2 separate regions of the Mus musculus genome follow, and region 2 is linked to region 1. Evidence: chromatin contacts called from public HiChIP or PLAC-seq data. All regions are on one chromosome and are shown on one strand. Each heading gives the region's core, a stretch centred on a gene start, on an enhancer-like site or on the middle of the called end of the contact. The rest is flanking DNA. Distances are from core to core; before and after follow the strand shown.

Region 1 (2,700 bases), core at 27-2,526:
TAGGCACCTGTCTTACTTACGGGCTCTAGTGTGACAAAAAAAGGAAAAGTGACCAAAAACAACTTGAGGAAGAAAGAATTTGTTTGTACTTCCGCTTCCACATCACAGTTCATCACTGAAGGAAGACAGGGCAGTAACGCAAGGCAGGAACCTGGAAGCAGGAACTGAAGCACATGCCAGGAAGAAGTGCTGCTTACTGGCTTGGTGCTCATGGCTTGCTCAGTCTGCTTTATTATACACCCAAGATTACCCCTACCCAGGGTGACACAACTCACAGAGAGCTGACCCCGACCACATTAATCATCAGTTTTTCTTAATTAATTTTCTTAATGCCCCTACCAGCTTGCTCACGGGTCAATCTGGTGGGAGCCTTTTTAAAAAACAAACAAACAAACAAACAAACAAACAAACAAACCTGAGGCTCCCTCTTCTCAAATGACTGTAGCCCGTGTCAAGTAGAGGTAAAAACTAGCCAGCAGAATATCTTACCTGCTTATGCTCCATTTCTCTCCATGCCCAGTCACTGCCGGAATTTATAAGTGCTTTTCCAGATCGCAGAAATACCAACACTTACTACGGATTGCTACCTCTGTATTAGAAGCCTAATCTGTCGGACAGCTGTCTTCTGTGTGTGTAGGGTGGAAAGTGGGCAGCATGCAACTTACTCTTGTAGGAATAAATCAGCTAGGACTTATTTAATGCAGTAATTTAGTAGGACTCTTTTTTTCCTACTCAGTTTCACCTTCAGTCCCAAGCCTAGGCTACCAAGTTAGGGTAGTGTGTGGTTTAACTAGGAGGTGACCGGAGGGTCACAGCTCCCGTTCCCACCGCTATATGTTTAGAGAAACCCTGGACTCAACAACGCATCCATGGCCTCCTTATATTAAACAAAGAGACTGTCAGCCCAGCGCCTAGGTGGCAGAAATTCGGAGCGCCGGAGCAATCTGATTAGGGAAGAGGTTTAGGGAAAGGGGGTGTGACACAGTCTGCAGGGTGAAAGTTGGTGGCCTGTGAGTAGCAAGCTTTCTGGACCCCTGGGGTGTGTCGGCGAGGGATTGCCCATCGGTGGCGTGCGCGTGGGTGGGATTGCTGGGGAGGGTCAGCGTCAGGCCCCCTCCCCTTTCGGCTGGCTCCTGGCGGAGCGGGGTGCAGGTGTGGGAGGGCGCCGGGGCCGAGGGCTGCGAGGAGCCGCCGCGGGCGGCAGGAGGCAGCGTCGGCCCGGGCGGCGCGAGGCAGCGCGCGGTGATGTCAGTGGCGGCCCGGCTGGCAGCGGCCGGCACTTCCTGTATAAAGGCGGGCGGGCCGGGCTGCGACTCCCGCGAGCCGGGGCTGGGCTCTGAGAGGCAGGCGGCGGCGGCCGAGCAGTGGCGGGGCTGTCACCTTCGCGAGCCCAGCTCCTGGAGCTTTCCCGGGCCGTCCCTTCCGCGTCCCCGGGCTCCCGGCGTTGACATCTGCGGAGCGGAGAGCTGTATGTGCGCGCGCGCGGGAAAGGAAGAATGGCAGTGCTCAAACTCTGCGAGCAGGTAGGGGCGGCGGGGAGCGGAGAAGGGGGCGCGGCGGGCGCCGAGCGAGCGGAGCGCGCCCCGGGCTGTTTACGCGCAGCCTTTGAGCGTGCACGGCCTGCCGCGGGGCTCGGCTCCCGCGCAGTCTCCGCCCTGGGCCGTCGCAAGTGCGCGTTCGCGGCCGGAGAGGGTCGGCGAGATGCGGGAGTGGCCGCCGGACGCGGGGAACGCGGGTCGCAGCCGCACCGGGAGAGGGGAGCCTCGGACTGCGTCGTGCACTCAGGAGCAGTCAGCCTGGGGGTGCTCGGGGGAAGGCTGCCCGTGGGCTCAGGAGGAGGAAGGTGGACGGCGGGAGAGAGGATCTCAGCCTCGCAGCCCCGCTTCCCCAGACCTCTCCCGCGTCAGGCAAGAGACTGGCCGGGATCCCCGCTCCCGTGCAATAGGCTATCTTCATCGGTTGGATAGGACACCCCGACTTCCTCTTTAGTTGCCCAGGGGCTGGGTGTGGGATGTGGGATTGAGGGTGCAGAGAGACGCGAGCTCTCGGCCCAGGTCTCCGAATAGGAGATGGAGTCAGGTCCCAGGCTGAGCTCGCAGGCGCTGGTGCCCCTCAGCTTTGTTGCTTTTTTGACGGAGACATCACACCCGGCAGCCCCAGAGTTCAGCTTGAAGCCATGAAATTATTTATTGAATCCGATTGACAGTCTTTGCTACAGGTCTGGACATTGACACACACGGGAAGTCCAACTAAATTGCCTGAAACACAAAACAAAACAAAACAAAACCTCACAATTCTTTACATGAAAAGGGGGGAAACGTCCCGGTTTATGCATCTACACTGAAATGAACATTGTTTTGGGGGCCTGGTAAGCGAAGAGGCGATCTTGACTTTGATACATGGTGTCAAACAGGCCAGTCCCCTCTATTAAGCACCTCCAACTTCTTAATAGGTTGCATCTGGCGTCTTGCTAGTTAGAATTCAGCCAGAATATTCTGCAACTTAAATGCAACCTTTGCGGTAGTGAGCCACAATGGTTTGTTTTGCCCCTTTAGATTAAATTTACTTCAGCTTGCTTTCCTTAAGTATTTACAGCCCCGCTTTCTTCCCCTCCCCGCCTTGGTTCAGAAGTCACTGAGTTAAAAACTCTGTTAAATTTAGCAGGGAGAGCAGCTGTTAATTGTGTGAACCTGTCCCTCC
Region 2 (2,700 bases), core at 28-2,527, 220 kb after region 1:
GCGCCATACCTATGAATATCTAAAAGCTAAAAGAATGCTGTACCTGCGATCTTACTACCTAGCAATGGGAACCAGCATGTAAGAAATAACTGTGAAAGTTATTAAGATAAAGTAAATTATCTTACTGGGATTCTGTATTTCTGTTACTATTTTTTTTTCAAGTCATTATCTAGAATCAATCAGGAGTTCCAGAGGTGCAGGAGCAGTGCTGTGGGAGTGTCATGGTTAAAGAGATGCTTGCTGACTCTCATAGGGTAGTGTGTTTGCTAAGCATCTCTCCCTGTCACCATTAGTCTTGTCACCATTTGTGTGACCGTGGGGTAGCAACATGAAACTGGAAATGGACTGAATGAGGACAGGTGGGGGTGTCTGAGCTTGCTTGGCTAAATCAAGGAGTACTTGATTTATAAGATATCAGAGAACCTGGCTAGTAATGGCGTCTTTGATTTTGATGATATCTGCTTTGCCCACTAAGTGAAGCAGTTGGAAATGACACGATATGCTGGAGCAAAAAGAAACTAGATGCCGTATTAAACTCATGCTTCTGACGGCACCACCATCTGGGATCAGCCATTCATAAAAGATCTGATGTGAGGCAGGCACGTATCTGAATATGCGTGTCAAGTCTCTCCCATCTGCTTTGACTTTGCTTAGGATAATAACAGCTTTCTTGCCACTTACTTGAATCTGTGCTGATTCTTTTACTACTCATTAGGCAGACATACGCAGACACAGTCTTTGTGGTCTTTGGCCAGAGCTTTTGAGTCCCAACAAAATTAGCCTTAATTGTATCAGTAGAAATTTTCATTAAAGCTGTGTATTTTATGGCCTGGGACAGACTCAATGGATGTATTGATGTTTACAGCAGAAAATTTATACTGTCATCGAACATTAAGAGATGGCATCTAAAGGACATGTGTATTGCTGGCACATAGACTTGGTGGGGGCTAGGAGCAAGCAAGCTAGAAGTCTTTCTGAAGTGGGATGCCGTCACCATCTCCTGTTTTTTACATTTTACTTTATAGTTAATAATTTTGCTTTCAAGTCAGTTGTCTTCTTTATTTTTGTTCTGTTTTTTTAATTATATCGCCATGCCTCTGAGCTTCCGCATCTCTCCTACCCCTCAGATAAAAACCTCCATTGCTCAAAGCAAATGAATTGCACCCTGACCTGAGGCAGAAAGTAAATTAACACAGTGATGATTCAGGGTAACATGGGAATACCATCCAGATGAAAACGACTGCTGATTAAAAGAGTAACTTTTATGCTTGAACGTTGCTCTCAGAAATCACCATGGAAACACAACACAGCCATCCTGTTTCCTAGTGAAACACAAAGAGCTGTACCTGCTCAGCGAGTGGAGTCAATCAAATGTAACCCACGGCCCTGAATATTTTAGAGCTGACCACCTGTCACCCTTTCAAGGTGACTGTCACTTACTGCAATCAAGTGTCACACAGTGCATGCACGACTCCAGCTAATTGAGCTTTCTAAAGAGTGCTTGTGTTGATAGACAGGGATGGTGGGGGAGAGGTGAAGACCCTGCTGTCTTTCACATCAGCCCAGATGCTTGTGTTCCACGAGCCCTCATGTTTATGTGAGGTGCCTAAGGAGTGAAGCTCTTATAGACAGCATTCACATGTTTATCATTGAATTAATAATGCTCTGGGAGGTGAATGGTCAGGAAAAATGGCACTGTATCTACACTTTCTCATTGAAATCGCTTATCATTACCTATTTTATTTTCTATGGAATGTAGCCCTTCTCCACTTCAAGAGGTTTTAATTTACAGAGCATTTCAAAGAACTGCAATGATTCGCAGTCTCCTGCAGGGGGAGACTCTGAGTCTCCCAACCCGTTAGTGAGTTTCCTTTGATAACTTTGAGCCAGATTTACATAAATATGTGAGGACTGTATTGGTGTCACATGTGTAGCAGAGAAGGTTGTTTTTAGTGTGTACAGTAACTGCAATCCAAGAGTATTACCAGATAGCACTTAAAAAAAAAAAAGATTTTTGTTTGTTTGACTTTTGACAGAAAGCCACTGTTACCTAGAGTGGCTCCTGAAGATGTAGGGTCAATGTCACTGTGAATTTATTAAGAACACACGTTGTATGAAGTATCACTCATCAGAGTTAGACCCTGCCCCATCTTGATGGATTTAGTGTATTAATTTGATAGTGATACAGGAAACAAGTGAGTGAGTTACTCTATTGCAACAGCAGCTTCTGTAATACTTGCTAGTTCTATATGAAACAATACAAAAGATTAGATAAAAGAACTACTAAGTGCTTGCATTAGTGTGGACAGGGAGTAGATGTTATAGTTTTTAAAAAAGATTTCATATTTTAGTTGTGTGCTTATGTGTTCTTCTGTATATAAGAGCACGTTCACACAAGCTCAGATACCCATGAAGATCAAAAGATGATGCCGGATCCCCAGAGTTGGAATGATACGTGGTTGTGAGCCACTTGCCTTGAGTCCTGGGATTGGACTCAAGTCCTCTGAAATAATAGTACACAGCCTTAACAACTGTGCCATCTCTTTAGTTCTCAAAAGCTTATCTTTAAAAAGAAAAATATTTCCATACAACATAGAGGAAAAAAAAACACTTTAAATGAAAACTTGTACTGAAAAAATTGACATTCCTAAACAAAATGTCAGTAAATTAACTGCAACATATTGAAAGGATAATACATCA

Evidence for each region. HiChIP or PLAC-seq counts read pairs in DNA pulled down with a chosen protein or histone mark.
Region 2: a contact with region 1 is called in an H3K4me3 HiChIP or PLAC-seq map of embryonic forebrain, with 3 times the contacts expected there. The contact joins the enhancer-like site here to the promoter of Ankrd44 in region 1. A contact is called at or near these places in 8 of 39 promoter capture datasets (the C10 cell line, the HPC-7 cell line, cranial neural crest and 4 more), 3 of 484 Hi-C or Micro-C datasets (bone marrow-derived macrophages, cerebral cortex and nephron progenitors), 6 of 115 datasets of contacts at active chromatin or transcription factors (the HPC-7 cell line, embryonic forebrain, embryonic limb bud and 3 more) and 4 of 9 other capture datasets (adipose tissue, embryonic stem cells, liver and 1 more).

The regions. Positions count from the first base shown.
Region 1 is chr1:54,924,963-54,927,662 of GRCm38.p6, reverse strand. Ankrd44 (ankyrin repeat domain 44) reads left to right here and starts at 1,276. Exons shown (of 28, transcript NM_001081433.3): 1 at 1,276-1,523. The coding sequence starts at 1,497.
Region 2 is chr1:54,705,953-54,708,652 of GRCm38.p6, reverse strand. The region is part of intron 16 of Ankrd44 (ankyrin repeat domain 44); the gene reads left to right. All of the region lies in intron 1 of 4930444A19Rik (a long non-coding RNA gene), which reads right to left. Among named protein-coding and RNA genes, the nearest start is that of 4930444A19Rik, 26 kb to the right of the region's middle. Within about 2 kb of position 1,277, at least 23 of the 459 cell types and tissues checked have an H3K27ac peak or open chromatin away from gene starts, as enhancers often do. A contact at or near this core is called in embryonic forebrain and pancreatic islet, where this site is marked.